Regions from separate parts of the Mus musculus genome. Here region 1 is linked to region 2. A link is a contact called in public HiChIP or PLAC-seq data. All regions are on one chromosome and are shown on one strand. Each heading gives the region's core, a stretch centred on a gene start, on an enhancer-like site or on the middle of the called end of the contact. The rest is flanking DNA. Distances are from core to core; before and after follow the strand shown. Region 1 overlaps Ezh2 (enhancer of zeste 2 polycomb repressive complex 2 subunit). Region 2 overlaps Cntnap2 (contactin associated protein-like 2).

Evidence for each region. HiChIP or PLAC-seq counts read pairs in DNA pulled down with a chosen protein or histone mark.
Region 1: an H3K27ac HiChIP or PLAC-seq map of embryonic stem cells shows a contact between it and region 2, with 5 read pairs. The contact joins two enhancer-like sites. A contact is called at or near these places in 1 of 484 Hi-C or Micro-C datasets (nephron progenitors), 3 of 115 datasets of contacts at active chromatin or transcription factors (embryonic stem cells, pancreatic cancer cells and trophoblast stem cells) and 2 of 9 other capture datasets (adipose tissue and liver).

Annotation. Positions count from the first base shown.
Region 1 is chr6:47,558,972-47,562,662 of GRCm38.p6, forward strand. All of the region lies in intron 3 of Ezh2 (enhancer of zeste 2 polycomb repressive complex 2 subunit), which reads right to left. Among named protein-coding and RNA genes, the nearest start is that of Ezh2, 34 kb to the right of the region's middle. Within about 2 kb of position 1,625, at least 59 of the 459 cell types and tissues checked have an H3K27ac peak or open chromatin away from gene starts, as enhancers often do. A contact at or near this core is called in embryonic stem cells and trophoblast stem cells, where this site is marked.
Region 2 is chr6:47,292,261-47,295,976 of GRCm38.p6, forward strand. All of the region lies in intron 22 of Cntnap2 (contactin associated protein-like 2), which reads left to right. Among named protein-coding and RNA genes, the nearest start is that of Gm35280, 37 kb to the left of the region's middle. Within about 2 kb of position 2,396, at least 10 of the 459 cell types and tissues checked have an H3K27ac peak or open chromatin away from gene starts, as enhancers often do. A contact at or near this core is called in embryonic stem cells and trophoblast stem cells, where this site is marked.

The DNA.
Region 1 (3,691 bases), core at 375-2,874, 270 kb after region 2:
GGCACTATATTAAGCACAGTAAATGTTTTATCATAGTTATTATGACTCTAGTTGAAGGCACTTACCCCACTTTGCAATGAAAAAACTACAGTAAAGAAAGGACAAGGAGTTTGCTCAAGATCATACATGGAATATACACAGCAAGCCTGATTCTGCTCACTGCTCTGACCCAGTGCCATGATACTTCATCTCTATAACACACCTTCTTTCCCTTAAAATTCATTTTGTATTATTTATCATAATAATGATTTAATGCTAAATTTCTGGGGCCTCAAAAAGAGACAGAATTTGACCTCCACCAACAGACAGAACTGTGTTAATTAATGCATATATCGAGGAACAGCTTCTCTCTAGAGGAAGAAACTGCAGGCTCTGCCAGGGGGCAAAGGTAGCTGTGGGCTATGAGGCTTGAGTGAGGAAATTGCTGTAGCCTTGGTCACTCCTGTAATCTCTCCTTCCTGAAACTGTTAGCCCAAGGCAAGACAGACTACCCAACTGTAATCTCACAGGAATTCTGTCTCACAACTGAGGCACTCTATCAGACTTCAGGGCACACTATTCTTCCTGTATCACAGAGGAAAAAACTGCTAATTACACTGTGACATAATGCCTTCTTACCACAGTGACTTAAACAAAAAAATGTTGGTTAAAAATTGTTAACATTTTTGCAACTTTGATTCTAATGTGGTAAAAATTCGTGCCCTGATAACCACATTGCTTTCTATCCTGATGAGGAATCCAGCTTTTCTTAAGAGTTCTATTCTCAAATGTCAAGCCTCCATGGCTGTCTCAAAAATACCTCAGATATGTACTGATGATCTTTAATAAAAATAGAACAAAATAAATTGAACTCATGGCAGTCACATATGTACACACGATATACAGAGTCAGTGTCTGAGATTTATGTAGGGTGTTTCCAAGTCAGCAAGACTGGGACTGGATGAGGTGAGATTACTCGCACACAGGCCACATAAGCCTACATGTGTACTCATGTGTCCCTCATGTGTGGTCACATTCCACATAGCAGATACTATAAGCCTTCAGTTCTACATAGCTGCTCGGGTACTCTGACCATCACAGTGCACACTGCACACAAAGATGACTCCTTCCTAACAGAAGTGAAAGTGACAGACAAAGTTGTTCCAAAGAACAAAGATAGTGATGTCTACTTAGGTGTTTTCCAACAAGGCAAAGGAAAAATAACAATACCAAAAGCTCAAAGTCAAGTAAATAAGGTGTGAATGGCTTATTAATGTTCTCTTTCCTACTAACTGGCTTCACTCACAGATCCTCATCCCTCCATTTGCTAGTCCAATAACTACAGGAACCAACATTTATTGATTACATGCTGTGTTTCAATCACCATGCTAAGTAACTGCTTATATTCATAATCATAAGTAGTTCTTGTTATCACCTTATGACATAACTTTAACATCACAATCCACAAATGGGACTGGAGGCCAGAAATTAAATCTTCCTAGGAAGATAGTTAACTTAGAAGGCAGGACTAAAAACTAAGTCTAATTGTAACATCCAAGAACTTCCTCAGTTTACTGTGCTTTAGTTCTTGCTCTCAGAAGCTCACAGGGAAGAGTCACTATAGAGCCTTATAGTATCTGCTATGTGGAATGTGACCACACCCAGTAAGGTCACAGGGTTATCACCAACAACTCTCCTCTTACTCTATCCCTAGCACATTTTCCTTTCCTTCAACCTGACTAGGTAAATTTAAGTATGAAATGATTTTAATTACTCAATAAAGCATCACATATTATCCAATAATCTTAAATATAAAACAATTTTCATTTCTTAAAAAAGTTATTAACTTTTGTTTTATATTTGGTGGGAATAAATTAATTCTACATAGAAGCTGTCTTTATAGCTTAGAGGGACAGACTGGTTCTCCAGCCCTGACTTACCTGTGTTAGTATATGAATCCAAGGTCATGTGTAAGTCAGACAGAAAATATTCTTTTCAACCACTAGCTAAGGGGATGACTGATTTGCAGAATCAATATATACTAAATGAAAGCTGGAAACTCACAGAAGCACAGAAAACAGGAAGTCACGGGCTATAGCACAAATGACACCCCCAGTCTAATATCTCCACCCCATTTCTGATATCCACCACTTCAAAGTTCTGAGTCATCCACAAGTCAACAAGGGATGAAACGCAAGCTCTGTAAGGGGAAGAGCATCTGAGGTGAAAGGTAGGATTTTTACCTTTCTACCTCAAAACAATATTCAGCAGTGTCTTAAAACATATGTTTATGGTGTCAACAGACTATGTTTGTGGCAGAAAGTTCAGTTCCTTCCGAGCTGAGGACACCTATGTGGAGAATGAAGCTGAGCTCTCTGCAGCACCTCTGGATCCTACCCCACACAGTCTCTAGCCATGCTACAACCATACCGTCCTCACTTGTGAAATGATACTGAAATGCCACAGCCAATGCAGGTAAAACAAGTTGGGAATGCTATGTGTTGACTTACAGAAAATTATACAAAACTCCCAGTTACTTAGCAACTTTACTTCCTTTGAACGTGTTTCGCTCTCAACTCTTTAAATACTCATATTGCTCAAAACAGTGCAAAAGCTGTTGTTGACCTCACCAGAGCATTTTTGCCCGCTCAGTTATACCTCTAGGTGGCCTACTTTAGCAACTTAAATTTCTAATTCTAATTCCAATTTCAGGATCACAGATAATTTAACAGTGGTAAAGAAAACCAAGTTACCAAGGACGGCACACTGTCAGAGAAACACAGCTGACTGGAAAGTAACAAGCTTCCTCTGAGGCTGGGGACTCACACCACCCAGCTGGTACAACAGGCGACTGTGTGGCTGGAGAGGAAGCCAAGTCAAAAGTAGTAGTTGTAGGAGTACACAACCAAACTGAGACTCTTGGCAGAAGACTGGTTCCAAGTAAAAACTGTGCTATGGAAAATCGTACAGGGAGAGCAGGTGAGTGGCCTGCAGGGAAGGGAGAAAAATTAACACACCCTACTATGTGCCAAGCACCATGTTAGAGACTTTACCAAAGTTGACTTTAAAATTCTCTACTACCTTATGAGGTAAATATTCCCCATTTTAGGCAGGACATCCCAAAGGACAATAGTAACAGCCACCCCACCTCTGAATGATCCTTAGCATGAAGGCAGTTAAACCCAGCTTCAAAAAAGTCCACGGGAGTTATATCACACCAGCTCCTGGGTGGTGTGATCATACATTCTTGAATACTCACTGGCTCATTCAGTTAGTTCACACTGAGACACCATGAACTGTCATTATTTTCAAACATACTCCTATTTCCTATTTCTCCATATGAGAACAAAGAAGAAACAGAAAGCCATAGCCCGGGAAGAGACTGTGAGTGAAAGGCATCAGCTACTGTCAACTCAGGGAAGCATCAGCCCAGGGGAGAGTGAGGAGGAGACATCAGCTGTCATCAACCTCAAAGGGAAGCTGAAGACTACTTCCGAGACTACCTTACTTTTTCCTCAGGACTTAAGGAAAGAAAGGGAACAAAATCCAAGTTTTTAATTAGCTAGGCCTTATGGTAAGGGCAATATACATACTTAAATTCAAGACCGCTTTTTGGTGAAGCAAGAAGGAAAAAAAAAGGAATGAGTTAAGCAGCATGTATTGAGGAAGCTCAACAGCAAACATGGTTTCATAACCAGTTTGAAGGGCAGAG
Region 2 (3,716 bases), core at 1,146-3,645:
GAATTTGACATGGTGAAGATATTCTATAAAGATTTAGTATGTGAATGAATGTGCCATATCTACAGAGTAATAATTCTCTGAGAAAGAAGACCCAGATTTAAAGAAAAAAAAATCTGATTATTTTCCTACTGTATTTTATGTAGGCTGGTTTTATTCACATAACATAATTTTGTGACCAGATTAATATCAAGCAATATTAGTTATTTTTGTTGCTGTGATAAAACGCCATGGCAGTTACAGAAGAAGAATGCCACTTTTTGCAAAGCTTAGTTCTGGAAACTTGACTGGGATTGTGAGGGAGTAAAGGGAAAACAAACATAGGAAGGAAGGCGGGGTCAGGTGGGCCCTGCATCTGCCACTCTGATGGAGTGACACCAATTACACTGCGGCTGGAAACAAGCACAGCACATGAGGAGGAATTAGATAATCAAGGAAGAAGGTGTCTGTAGGCTAGCAGTCTCAGGCTGTAAACATTCAGGGGAAGAAACATGTGGTTGCTAGTTTTTGTATATATATTTTAGCATCTTTACCTGGACCAGAGAAAGGCTTTTCCATCCTCTGAGCTTGACCCAGGAGGAAGGCTTTGTCAATTTCCTGTAGATTTGAGGCATAACATGGGCATGACCTTTCAACAATACCTACTCAGTCAGAGCTTCATTTATTCTTTATATATTCACTGGAGGTTTCCTCAGCTCCCCACAAGAGAAAGGATGATTTTATGTTTCAGTTGCACAGGGAGAGTCCAAAATAGCAGGCTGAGAAATCACATCTTCAACTGCATGAAGGGAGTAGAGAGAGTGAACTGGAAGTGGAATGAGTCTATTAACTCTCAAAGTCCACACCCAGTGATGTACTTCCTCCAGCAAGTCTTCATGTCCTAAAAGTTATATAACCTCTCCAAATAGTGCCACTAACTGGGGGGTGTGGGGGGGTGGGAGGGGATGGGGGTGTCAAGTGATCAAATACCTGAGCCTATGGGGCACATTTCTCATTCAAATCACCACAGAGTGATAAGCCTATACATGGTTGATCTTTGCCTTCTTGGTTTGAAATCTTAAATCAATGCTATCTATCCCGGAAAAATATTAAACTGAGATGGAACTGGAGGGAAACCATTAGGAGAAGAAGCAAACTGAATTGTTTTCAAAGATATCTAGATTTAGGATTAAGCCAGTTAATATAAACAAATTCTATCAAAGGCACTTTTTGCATGCACAATTAAAGACTTGGAAGAGTTTGAAGAATCCTGAGGATTTGGAAATAAATTTTCTTTCACTCATATGTTTGTCAGAGATTATGGCTAGCAGAGTCAGCAGGCTTGAATGATGCTGATGATCAAAAAGATTAGCAATGTACAAATCCAAGAGAGAAAATTTTCTCTGATCCTAGGTAAACCTGTCATGTCTGGGACCAGTGATACACCTCGGGGAGTAAAGCCACTTGTTGTCAAGGCTGACCACCTGAGTTTAATCATTGGTAGAAAGAAGGAACCAACTCATGCAGGTTGTCCTCTAACTCCACCAGTACATCTTTGAATGCTTGTATCCACATATACACACATACACAAAACAAATTTTAAAAATTTTTAAATGAATCTAAGAGAGAAAACTAAATCACACCTGCTAGTTGAAAATATGAAATCCCACATTTCATTCACATATTTCTAAGGAGATGGGAAGAGAAAGGTCTCTGACTCTTTTTGTCATTGTCCTAAAGATTCTTAGCTTTCTATACCCAGGGATAAATTAGCCTTATGAACTGAGTCCCCAGCAAGGTTCTACTGAAAGACCCACAACGTGAGGACCCCCCCACGTTCTGACTCAGGAGAGGCGACACCCCAAAATCACCAACGAGAAAATGGTCTTGTTGCAAATTGCAAGAGGATTTTTATTCAAGAGCGCTCTTGGGCCCACGGTCATACACCACGCAGGGGTAGAGGACTGTGGCGCCCCGAGTAGCTGAGTAAGGGGGTATTTAAAGGAGAAAAACCACAACTCAAGGAGGTGGGAAGGGCGTTGTTGGAAAATACCAAAAATACCAGATAAGAGTCACAAGGAAGTACAAAGTCACAGGTGTCACAAGGAATACCTGGTAATTGTTAACTCTCAAGACAGCTTCTAAGAGCCCCTAACAATAGCACATTTGCATTGCAGCTTCCGGTAATGGTCAGGGTGACTTTCTTTGAATGAATACTCCTTGAACTCAGGAAGTGAGTGGGTGGAGGAATGTCACTATCTGTTTTATGATTAGCATACCTTGGAGCACTGAGTTTACTACTCTTTCACTACCTGAATGGTAACACTGGTCTCTCTGTTTATCATACCAGTACAGACCTTGGAAATGTTTCTCACAGTGACTTGGCACCATCCAGCAGGCATTGATCTGATTCTCTGCTCCATCTACTGGAGGAAAAGTTAGCTCCATAGGGAGATAAGTCTGCTTGAACTGCTCAAGTGGAAGCCCAACCCTTGCAAATCTATCCGTGGGCTGGAAGGGTCTGGGAATGTAGATCAATGGCAGAACCTTGCTTGGCAGGTACAAGGCCATTGGTTTTATACCCAGTCCTGCTAAAAAGAAACGAAATTTGCTTGTATGAATTACTTATTATAGATGCTCCACTGACCTGAGAAAGGTTTTTCAGAATCTATTTGTCTTTGGAGTGCTACATGGAATTCATCTTTGAGAAACATATAAATTTTGTTCTATTTTTTAAGCAGGAAAGAAATAGAAAATTAAGCCATTAACATTCCTCTCAGTGTTTCTGAACTTTAAGCCTGTTACACATTCCTGAAGGGTCTACTGCTTTATCAAAGCCATGCTAAATATTAAAGAAGCAATTACTTTTGAACAAATAATGGGTGCTGTAAAAATCTCATCAGCATATAAACCCAAACTGTTCATAATGTATGGAATATAAGTGGGTGGAAGACATATCTCAGCAGAACATGAGAAAACAAGCCCTCTGTTTCTGTGTCTGTAGGTCCTACGGGTTGAATTAAAAGAACTGCAAATAAACAAAAAAATTTAAAAAAAAACAAAAAACAAACAAACAAACAAAAATAGTCCCTTCTAAAATGTTCTATACTGGTCCAAGTGGTGTATGCCTTTAATCCCAGAATTCAGAAGGCAGAGTCAAGCAGATCTCTGTGACTTTGAGGCCAGACTGGTCTACAAATTGAGTCCAGGACAGCAAGGGGTATTACACACAAAAACCCTGAAACAAAAACAAAAACAAAAACAAAAACATCATCAACAATAAATGTACAGTAAAGTGGCTTGGAAAATGTCATTAAAGTCCATAGAGTATTATCAGCAATTTAGAGACTGTTTAAATCATACAGGAGGATTATGAAGGTCATATGCTCCCAAATTACATCCAGGGTTTGAGTGTCTCTGGACTCACTGTCTTGAAAGCAACCACTGGAGGACACCCTAAGATAACTATTCTAATCATACACTTATCAGCAGATCAGGGACCAGCTGCCTCAGAACATTCTAAGATTCTCTAACATTGCCCATAAATGAGCCATATAACATTGGAACTTGTACAAAAAGAAACAGCAAAAATGGGGGTGGGGATTTCTTGAATGTTTGTGGGAGACTGTTAGAGTTCGTCAAAAGACCCTGACTCACAAAGACCATAGAGACTGCCATCGCTGAAAACTGCATGAGGATTTTTAATTGATCCAACATGTTGGGGACTCCCCTCTCAGCAC